Regions from separate parts of the Bos taurus genome. Here region 2 is linked to region 1. A link is a contact called in public Hi-C data. All regions are on one chromosome and are shown on one strand. Each heading gives the region's core, a stretch centred on a gene start, on an enhancer-like site or on the middle of the called end of the contact. The rest is flanking DNA. Distances are from core to core; before and after follow the strand shown. Region 1 overlaps COL4A1 (collagen type IV alpha 1 chain). Region 2 holds the start of COL4A1 (collagen type IV alpha 1 chain).

Region 1 (5,474 bases), core at 2,026-4,525:
ACGAACCTTTGTTGGCAAAGTAATGTCTCTGCTTTTGAATATGCTATCTAGGTTGGTCATAACTTTCCTTCCAAGGAGTAAGCGTCTTTTAATTTCAAAATTAAAGGTCTTGAGTGGAATCTCATGTCCTTTAAAGCCCAGAACTGCTCGTGTGAGTGGATGCTGTCATCAGCGGTGCCCGGCCCTGACCGTCCTCGTCTTGACTCTTAATAGAAAACGTTATTTTTTTGTAAACAGGATCCTGACCAAACAGTGGTCGGCAGGAACTTAGCTTTCTTCTAGAAGGAGCAAAATACTGCATGTTTTAATTCAAGATCAAAGAGTCATCGTCGACTCTGATGAACCACAGCCGTGCTGTGGATTTTCCTCCTGTTTGCTGGTGGAAGGTCACAAGCCAGTGAAATGCGGTTCCGTCTGGCACAAAACATGGGATGACTGCTGCCTGGGCTTGGAGAACCGCACCCAGAAACGGTGTCGCAGAGCCCCATCCTCCTGGGGTGGCTTGATGCAATGCATGACTAAACGAAGGAGGACTTAGAGGAAACAAGGGGGCCGGATGGCCCTGGGGACCGGGCGCCACAGGGTCCTATTTTCCCTTCAACAAGCCCCGTAGAGATGTGAACGTCTCCCGTGCACGCTCTGTGCACGGGTGGCGTGGCCTGCCTCCACAGCCACGTGGCTTTGAAAAAGCATCATGCTTATCTGGCCCCGAGTCCAGCTGACTCTGGGTCTCTCCACTCGGAAATCAGCTCTCAGTTCTCACCTCCTCCCTGAAATGCCATCCGCACAACCTTCCCGGTTTGAAGTCCCTCTCGGGTCGCCTTCATCTGAATACGGTTGTGCTCTGTAGACCAACCTACGACGAGCGGGAAGACACTCCTAGTGACGAATGAGAGATGGGATTCTCTCCCACTTGTCTTTGTTAGAGCTTGAGGATTTGTGCACAGTTTTTTTTTTTTCTCATGAGTGGGTGTTCATTGTGGCAGCTGACGTCCTGCGTTGGTTCACTGATCACAGGTGAGAAAGCCCTGGCTCTCGGTTGGTTGGTGTGAGCTCTGAGGCCTGTAGTATCTGGATAAACACTTGACTGGGAAATGGTTTTCCCAAGGTAGTAAAGGAGCTCAGTCCGTCCACGGTGGATGCAGTGAGCTGCCTGGGTCTCCTGTCCCCCGCCCGCCTCCATTCCAGGAGTCTTGTTGAGGTTCTGCCCATCAGTGGCTGCAAGCTGATGGATCTAGAGGGTGGCTGGCACCCGTCCTTACCGACGTGCCAGCCCCAGGGACAGGCAGCGGCAGCAGTCACCCTGCCCTGAGCGTTCTGCTGTGAGCCCCGAGGGGGCAGAGAAAGCAGAGCCACCAGGGTGAGCCCGTGGGGGCTGGAGCCGAGCTGGTCAGGGACGGGGACTCTGAGCTTCCCAGCAGCCAACAGTGGAGTGCAGCTCCCAGGCTCAGGACACGTGAGCGGGGCTCCCGTCTTGATCGCCTGTTTTTATAATCACGTTTGCCCTGACTTGTGGTGGAAGATCGGGCACTATGGGAAAGGCCGTGGATAGCTGTGTCCTGCTCCTCGAGACTTCTCACTTCCTTGTCGAAACCTTATGTCTTTACAGGGTGGGATGGGCCCTTGGTCATCTCTCTTTTCTAAGCAGGGCCTCTCCCAGCTGCTCTGTGTCTCACACGCGAGGGCGGGAGGTACGTGGATGAACCTTGTTTGCAGACCCTCTGTCTCTGGACCCGGGAGGCCCGGGAGTGACGAGGTCTCTGCTCCATCAGACGTCCACCTGCTCCTCACGGGTGTTGCTGTTCAAATCCTCCCCCCATGGCTGCCCTGGGTGGCGAGCCTTGGGCCCTGCCCCTCCCCAGGCGGGAGCCGGCACCCCCGCGGTTTGCTGTCTCAGTCCCAGTACGGAGGCTCTAGTACCTCGTCTGACTCTGGACCACACAGGCTGGGCTCTGGGTGTGCCGGGGAGGCCGCGACCCCCCGTCTCGGGAGGTGGCCCGGCTCCCGGGCTCCTCCCCGCTCTGGCTGCTGGATGCCCCGTTCTTGTAGGAGGCCCTGACTTGACAGCTCGTGGAACGCCCTGCCTGCTGGGGCAGACGTGATCTACGGCTGGAGGAAAACTTCCAGAAAAGCTAACAGTAACTTTCGGAAGAACATCTGGGATCATGAGCAGAGCGATACTCTGTTTTAAAGACGCTGGATGCGGGTCCCCACTGATGCCTCGGTTTTCCAGGGCCCCGTGGATCCGGGCTTTGGGGGTGGGCGCTGGGGCTGAGGTCTTGGGGGCCGCGTCCCTACCCCCAGGGCTCTGAAGATGCTCCGGTGCCCTCCACCTTGGCTCCTGGCATTCACCCGCCTCCCCACGCAGGCCACATGGCTCTCCTCTGTCCTTCTCTGGAGCTCTGCCCATCTGCCCCACCCCCCAGGCCATGTGCCCCCCAGGCTGAGCATCTGCACGGGCGCACCTGTTCTTCCGTGCTGCGTCCCTGCTGCACGTCCCTGGGGCCTGCCTTCCCCCCCGTATCTCCCCTGCTTCCGTGCACACACACCCCACACAGGCGTGTACACATGTGCACACACCCTTGTTGCCTAGATCCCTCCCCCACCCCAACCCCCAACCCCTCTGTCCCCTGTGGTCCAGTTGGGCTTCTAGCCGGGGGCTTTTCCTCTCTCTTCATGGGCAATGTTGGAGGTCGCTGCCCAAGACTCTTCCGGGATGTGATGGGGACTCCAGGGGACCAAGTCAGGAGGGTGACGTTAGAGCCGGTGGGGTGGGGGCCCAGACAACTTGAAGAGAAGAGGCAGCCATGCTATCTGAAGCGGTCGGTGGGAGGCACCCAGAGCAGTGTGGATTCAGAGAGGGTCCCGGGGAGCCCAGCCTTTTGTGGGGCGGGGGTGTGTGTCCCGAGCAGCTTCTCCGATGCCGGACCTGCCTCTCATGGGCTGGCCCTCTAAGGATCTGGCTCATGGCAGCTGTGTTCATCTGGGTCCTTGTGATTGGGATGGGTTTTTCAACCTGAAAAGGAGTCTTGGCATTTTGATCTAAATCTCCAACAGGGAGAAGGTGGACTCGGAGCTCTTAAACTTTCAGAATCCACGCATCTACTGTCTCTGATTTCAGGGCTGCCCTGTAGAGGCTAGGGTTTCATACAGCTTTGCCATGCTGCCCTTTCTAAAGCGTAATTTACCAGAAGGAGCCGTGGTATGCAGTCAGAGCACCACTGGGCCTTGCTGGTATGCAGTCAAGGTCAGAGGCTCCCTTGATCTGCGCGCGGAAGGTCAGGCCTTAACGGGCTGGCACTTTTCAGGCAGACATGTCCTCAGCCTCGAATGCTTTCTCAGTGATGTATGCCGAGAGGGCAGGAATGTGATTCATGGCGTTTGGCTCCCGCGCCTTCCTCATTCACTTCTCCAGCCTGCTGATGTGAAAGGTAGCAGTTCTTGAGTCCCCTGGGTCTTCCCCTCCCTTTTTTCTGTTTTTAAAAGTCTCAGGACACTTGCACGGTGTTAGCTGTGAGTGTGTGGCCGCAGGGAGCGGTGTCTGTCCCCTCGTCCCACCTTGTCCCACCTCGTCCCGCTTTCCAGACCCCTTCCCCGTGGGTGACCCCAACGTTGCACCCGGAGCCTGAGGTCGCCAGGCTAGGCTCTGCTTCTGGGGCAGAGGGAGGGAGCCGGGAGGCTGGGCGCGCTCCACGAGGCTCTTCACGAGCCCCTGGGGTAGGGCCAGCTCCCTGTCCCTGTCATATTTGTTCCTCTGAGATTCTGCACCCAGGTGGTCAGCTGCGGTCCGTTGGCGTGGAACATCAAGTAGCTGTGAGCTGGTTGCTTCTCAGCCATCTCTCCCTGTAGGTGCTGGTCCTCCCCGCAGAGAATCGTTGAGTTTGGAAGCCTGTTTGTCCTCTTGGAATGTCTGCGGGGCTCCCCCTGGCTTGGAATTCTTGTGGGAGCCTAGGAGTTTTTACAAAGTTGGCAATTTCATATCTGGAGTAGGAGAGAGAAGGGAAGGCCACCTCAGGGTGCTTGACTGATCAGCCTCCTGTGGCCAAAGAGAAATTGCCCCTGTGGTTCTGCTGGATGACACAGACCCCCTGCAGAATGTGAAGGAGCATGGCCAGAGGTTGGGTCTGACCTTCAAGCACCCCCTTCCCCCTCCTTCCATCCTGTCTGTCTTTCTCTAACACACTTATCCACTGGGTCATCTGTCTTCAAGTTGATTTGTTAAATTTAAATACAGGATACATGGGAAAATGTCACACAGTTTTAATACTCTATAATCTGTTCTCTGTTTTTTTATGGGAACATTAATATCTCCTAATTTACAGACTATAATGTGATTTGCCTGTTTCAGCAATTTAGCTCCTAGCCAAAGAGTGTAATGTTTTAATCTGTTGGCATTAAGTATCTTAGAATTAAGAAAACAGGAAACTGTCATATAAATTGAACCTTAAACGCCTCTGAAAAATAAACACAGTAAAATAGCATTAAATAAGATACTGCTTATTTAAATTTTTTAATAATTTGGCCATGCCCCTGGGTAAAAACGTGTGCCCACATTATCTTTTGAAAACACACTGCTGATTTTGTGAACACATTAAAGTGAAGGCTCTTTGTAAGTATTTAAGAAGGAGCTATTTGTTGTGTTAATTTATGCACCCTTATTTGGGATTGATTATGCAATCATATGCTTTTTCTGGGGCTTCCCTGGTAGCTCAGTGGTGGTGTAGAACCCCCCTGCCAATGCAGGAGACGTGAGTTCGATCCCTGGATTGGGAAGATCCTCTGGAGAAGGAAATGGCAACCCACTCCATTAGTCTTGTCTGGGAAATCCCACGGACAGAAGAGCCTGGTGGGCTACAGTCCATGGGGTCCCAAAACAGTTGGACACAACTTAGCAACTAAATGACAACAACAATACTTTTACTAACTATTCAGTTTTAAAATCATTCTTGACCAAAAAATTGCCTTCAACATCATGCTCCATTTCTTTCCTGAAGGCACCATATGTTTTAAAACATACTGTGGTCTTTACTGAAAACAGGTTAAAATTCGGTTATTAATGAGGATCGTTAGCATGGCTCTTTCTCATTGAGGAGGCTGTGCTAATCGGTTTTGTGAAACCCAAGCCTGGCCCGTGCTGTGTTGCATTACATGCGGAATCGATTCGTCATGTCTTAACCTCCTTGGCCCTGTTCTGATCTTGATTAATGAAGTCTTGACATTATTGCAGCATGTTGGGGCAAGTGTTATTAGCCATGTGATAACAGTCAGGGAGCTTGGTTGGAGGGAAAGGAAATCATTTGAGGCATCTGAATACGTGTTCCTCAGGTCCTCACGGAATACACAGAAGAGGAGGGTCCCGGGGCCTCCGTCATCTCAGTGGGATGAGCTGGTGACGTGCTGGCCTCAGAAGGACTCAGGCTGACACCAGAGAGTAAATATGATGCCCTGGCCTCGAAAGGAATTACTAGCAAACA
Region 2 (5,474 bases), core at 1,742-4,241, 66 kb before region 1:
AGCGTCTCAGAGGCGTTAGGGATAGGCACAGGTGTGCTGTATCCCACAAGCTGGGGGATGTCCTCTTCCTGCTGAGAATGATGGAACCTGGCTCAGGATTGAGCAGATCAGGGCAGAGCTGCCTTTAGTTCCCAGGTCTTCTGACATGGGTGCTTCCCACGTGCTGCTAGCGTTAAAGAACCTGCCTGCCATGTGGGTTCGATCTCTGGGAAGATCCCCTGGAGAAGGGAATAGCAACCCACTCCAGGATTCTTGCCTGGAGAAGCTTACAGACAGACGAGCCTGGTGGGCTGCAGTCCATGGGGTTGCAGAGAGTCAGACACGAGTGAGTGTGCACACACACACACACACTTCTGACACAGGGCCCTTTCTGCCAATTTTAGGCTCAGTCCCACGTCAGATTCTCATCATCCTCTGGAAGGAAAACGCTCATGTTTACCAAAGTGGTTAAAGGGGACAAGGGGGTGAGGGAGAGAGCTGGACAGTGCACAGACCAGGCGGGACAGGGCGTCTTCCTTTGCAGGGGTCACCTGCTCCTTCTCTGAGTGTGTGTGTGTGTGTGTGTGTGTGTGTGTGTATTGCCCCCGCTCCCAGCTCTGAGCCAAGTCTTGCATGTCATGTGTGCATAAGGATTCATAAGGGTCGATGGGCTGGTTCAAATATCTAGTCTCTGATCTTAAATCTGGGATGTGTGGAAAGGAACGAGACACAGCCTGAGCTGGAAGAAAACTGGCCTAGAACCCTCTGGTCAAAGTCTACGGAGTTCTCTTCTGACTCCCAATCTGGGCCCTGACCTGGAGGAGAAGATGGCAGAAAGGTGAGGCTCCAGGTTCCTCCCCAGGCTGGACAGTGCTTCCTCGCTCTCAGTCTGCAAAAATCCTTGGCTGTGTCACATGAGGACGGAAAAATGTTGAAATAACAGAATTTAAACCAAGCCATGAACACAGCTCTCCACTACTCAGAGTGGGGATGCCGGGGAAGGGGGGGAGGGGGGAGGCGCTCAGGGGAGCCCCCCGGACACCAGATGCTCCGATATTCCAGCAGACAGAGGAGAAGGGGAATCCAGGACCCTGGTAAGTCTCCTCGATTTTCAGTCCCACCTTAAACATTTGGGTCCTCAACTGAAAGCAACCAGCAGACCTGCGACAGCCCAGCCACACCACACGGAGCTCAAGCGAAGCGGCTCCGGTGACAGGGCACAACATCCCACAGTGCAATCATGGCGCAGGAACAATGCTCACAGAGTCATTTCGAAAGGCAGGGCTTGAGGGGAGGCACTCGGGAAACAGGGTCCCTGGTGGGAGCCTTAACAGCCCCACCTTGGCTCGTGCCTGGCCAGGGCACATCTTGCAAGAAAACGGTACTTTCTGCCATTGTTCCCTCTCCCAGTTTCCAGGAGTACGAAGTCCCAGGTCCTCCTGCCCCCCTCCTCCCAGAGCCCCTCATTCAAAAGGACAAGAAAACTCTGCCAAGGGCAGGACCCCACACCAGTTTCTGATGCCACACAGGCCATTCTCCTTCCAAGCCTGGCGCCTGGGAACCACGTGTCTGACTGCCTAGAGACCCTAAGGCCAAGCTTTGCTTCTAACGACTGGCTTTGCTCAAACAAGGGGAAAGGATGCGGCGGGTCATGTTTTTAATTATTGGTTCCCAAGGATGAGCCGAGGCCTGTAACGCACAGGATTGAAGGGGAACCCAAGAGAAGGCAAACCAGAGTCCTCGGGGAAGGCGAACTTTCTCAAAGCCTGGGCTTGGTACCGGCTGCCCAAGACACACAAGCACACAAGGGGAGCGGGAGCGCGCGTATACACACACACATACACACACACACACAGACCCACGCTCAGGTGAGCATGCACAAGTTGCCTTCTGGCAAGGTTACTCGGTGACCCAACCAAGTGCCAATATGGTGACCCAAGAGCCAAGATTCTCTCCGGCTCGCCAATCAGCCCAGAACAAGAGTCAGGACTTACCGCCAGGACGCTCTGGGCCAGCAGCCCCACGGTCACGGCCCCCAGCAGCAGCCACCTGGGTGGGAGAGGAAGAGCTCCGTGAGTGCGTGGCCCCGGCGTGGCAGTTCCTAAAAGGACGCGCGCGCGGGACCCAGGGGCCGGGCAGAAAGTCGCTTACCGCCGTAGGGCAGGGCGCGCGGCGGCGCGCAGCTCTCTGTCCATGCTCCCAGTCGGGCCCCTCTGGGCTCCTATCGGTCCCTATGAGCCTGGAAATTGAGACAAAGAGGGCTTAGCCTGGCCGGAGAGGGGGCATCCTCGCCGCCCGCCTCCGATCGCAAGACGGAGGAAAGCGGGGAGTGGACCGAGAGCCGCCCTGCGACCCCGCCGGGGAGAGGGGAGCCTGCCCCCCCAGGCCCGGGTTGGGGCCGCTCCGCAGCGGCCGCCCCATCGCCTCTCCCCTGCCCGCTCCGAGAGCCAAGCGTGCAGCCCCCGGCGGCACCGGGCGCCCGCGTCCCTGCCCTCCGGCGGGTCCCGGCGTCTCGGGGCGGCTCTCACCTCGGGCCTGGCTTCAGCGGCGGCGGTCCGCTCGCATCCGCCCTCCGGCAGCGCCGCGGGCGGCAAGAGCGGCGCGATCGCCCTCCGGGGCCGGCCTCGGGCCCGCGCGTCTGCCCTCGGAGCTCGGCCGGGTAGGCGAGCGCGGGGCGCGCGGCGGGCGGCGGCGGGTGCCGAGCGCAGAGCCCTGCGTCCCGGCGCGCGGCGGCCACAGTCGCCCGGCCGCGCGCTCGGCGGCCTCTTACCCGCGCCGCAGGGTCCTCCCCCTTTGAGGCGTTGCCCGCCCCCGCCGCCGAGGGGAGGGGCAGCGCCAACAAATTGGGGAGCTCGCCTGGCCGCGCTCAGGTCTCCGCCGCGAGCCGCCGCGCCCGGGACGGTGCGCCGCGCTCGAGCCCCGGCCCTGCCAGAGTGAGCCGCCCGCCGCCGCCCGCGAGAGCCCGGCCGCCGGCTCTGCCGTCCCTCGCCGCCCCGCGCCGGTCCCCGCCGCCCCGGGCTCGCCGCCATGGGGCCCCGGCTCGGCGTCTGGCTGCTGCTGCTGCTCGCCGCGCTCCTGCTCCACGAGGAGAGCAGCCGGGCCGCCGCGAAGGTGAGTCCCGGCCGGCTGGGCTGCCGGCGTCCCGCCCCGCGCCCCGGCGCCCCGCGCGGCCCCTTTGTCCCCGGCCGGAGCCGCCCTCCGGGCCCGGGGGTCGCGCGCGCGCGCGCCGCCGCCGCCAGGAGCACTCTCCCGGCCGGTCCCCGCCGGGGACCCCCGTGGGCTGCGATGGCGCACGCCTTAGGGAGCCGCCTTTGTTGTGGGCGAGTCAGGGGACTCCTCGGGACGGGAGCGAGAGAGCAAAGCTTGTTGCGCCCCGCGCGGCGTGAGGGTACCCGGGAGTCCGCGGGACTTGAACTCACACCTCGGGCTCGCCTGGCCGCTGGGCGCCCTCACCTGCGCCGGGCGCCCGAGGGGGCCGGGGCGGGAAGGGCGGACAGGCGCGCCCCGTGCTGTTCGGAGCCCCACACATGTGCCCGGGCGTCGCTCTGGGCGTGTTTCTCTGGAGCTTTGGAGACTCTGGTGGTTGATGCTGAACAGTCCTGGGCCCTTTGCCTGGAAACAGCTGTCTTCTCGCTTTCCCACGACTTTGCTGTCGCCGAAGCACGCTAAGGAGCAGCGGCGGGCCTTTCTGTCCTCCAGCTTTCAAACGCTTCCAAATTCCACTCTATGAGTTTTATTAATATAGCAACAACAACAAAAAATTGAAACCACGTTATATCTGAGTGTGAAACCAAAACGAAACTCCGTCTATTGTTCTGTGCAGAGATTGTTTTGCTAGTTTTCGTTTCCTCGGGCTGTGTGTTTGCCCAGAAAGGATCTGGGACTGAGGCTTGCAAGAGTGGAGGCGTCCAGCTTTGGACGATCCCTGATGTGCTGCTGTTCTTTACTTTTTTTCCTTCCCCCGAGACCTCAGCTGTTCCCCACCGTCACAGACTTGCAGACAGAACCCCAGGAAGGTGTGGCTTCCCCCCCACCCCCCAACTATTTAAAAATGATGTTACTGCTTTTGGCATTTCCCACTTACTCTTTAACTGTTTCACATAATTTGGCTCTCAGGTTTTTTTGTTTTTCCTTCTCTTAAGGAAGAATGAAGCTCACTGACTTGATTATATATAAATGATGAACTGTTACTTGCCGGAATGAACTGACAATATGCATACATACCTTGGAACTGAGTCTGGCTCTTGGCTGGCTGCTGTCACTGGGTAGGGAACGACACTAGCGGTTAGCTTCAGATTTTTTTCTTGCAGCCCAGAGGCCAGCCAGCACCCTAGTCGGTTATTGAAACGCTCTCTGGTCATGATGACAAAATGCTTCCAACAGAGGCAGCTCTTGAACTCTTTATTTGGGTCTAGAGCTTCTGACGCAAAGATTTCACACTTCCAAGGAGAGGTGGCAGGGAAATGAGAGAAGTTCTCTGTTTGGAATATGAAGCTCTGTTTGCACTTGAGTTTTCCTATTGATGATATTAGCAAAGCCAAGCCCATCGTAAGAGGCGGCTTTTTAATTAGCCTGGAGTGTGAAGCAGGAGCCACTCAGTGAGTGAGAAGCCAAACTCATTGGTGTTGAGTTTGGGATTATTTCACTTTCCTTGAATTTTTCTTAAAGCCCAAGTGCATGTTCCTGTCTTGGTTTTGCTTTATCCCTCACATCTCATGTTATGTTTTAAGACATCTGGCAGGTGGACACCCTCTGATCACCAGTTAACTTCATGGGTCTTATCATTTTGTCATATTTTTTTTCCTGGTTTAACCAAGAGAGAGAAAATGTGTTAATATGCAAATAGCTTATCTCTGTATGAGAAAATCCATTTAAAAATAATATCTGGGTAGTTTTAAAATTGGTCTCACTTTTCATGCCATCAGTAATTTTTTTTTTATTTTTTAAACTTACCTCCTTCCAAAATCAACTGTTAAGAGTACCAAACAGTGGAATAATTTCCATATTGGTCTGAGCAAAATATCATTTAAAAATGCATTTCTAATGATAAGATGCTGCCCATAGACCAGATCCTAATTCAGAAGCCGGCACAACTGATTTATTCTTGGACTGTCGGCTTTCCTGGAGTATCTGAGCCTGTGTTGCCTGCACTGGCACACACAAACACCACCTACGGTGTGTCAGGCACAGGCTGCTGTTACTATTACGCACAAGAAAGGTGTTTGGTTTGATGTTGGGTCCTACGTGCTATGGCCATACTGTTCATTTACTAGCGGGCAGGTTTCCTAAGTCAGGGATTTTTTTTTTCTCATCACCACACTCCTCCCTAACTTTTCTTTCTTAGGCAAGAATGGAGGAGTAAGATGCAGACCCAAGAGAAAAATCTGCCCATAAAGTTATGATTGAGGGTCCTCTGTTCTGAGTCACGCAGTCAGGAGCTGAATAAATCCTTCCTTCTGCAGCCTCCAGACGCCCCCTTTCCGACTGGTCTTGTG

What was found. Hi-C and Micro-C count contacts between places; a contact is called where the count stands out from the background.
Region 2: a contact with region 1 is called in a Hi-C map of skeletal muscle, with 4 times the contacts expected there. The contact joins the promoter of COL4A1 here to the enhancer-like site in region 1. A contact is called at or near these places in 2 of 11 Hi-C or Micro-C datasets (liver and skeletal muscle).

What each region holds. Positions count from the first base shown.
Region 1 is chr12:84,927,317-84,932,790 of ARS-UCD2.0, reverse strand. The region is part of intron 2 of COL4A1 (collagen type IV alpha 1 chain); the gene reads left to right. Among named protein-coding and RNA genes, the nearest start is that of COL4A1, 66 kb to the left of the region's middle. Within about 2 kb of position 3,275, at least 23 of the 102 cell types and tissues checked have an H3K27ac peak or open chromatin away from gene starts, as enhancers often do. A contact at or near this core is called in skeletal muscle, where this site is marked.
Region 2 is chr12:84,993,294-84,998,767 of ARS-UCD2.0, reverse strand. COL4A1 (collagen type IV alpha 1 chain) reads left to right here and starts at 2,991. Exons shown (of 52, transcript NM_001166511.3): 1 at 2,991-3,090. The coding sequence starts at 3,007. COL4A2 (collagen type IV alpha 2 chain) reads right to left here and starts at 2,596. Exons shown (of 48, transcript XM_059892323.1): 1 at 2,508-2,596; 2 at 2,131-2,218; 3 at 1,974-2,028. The coding sequence starts at 2,174.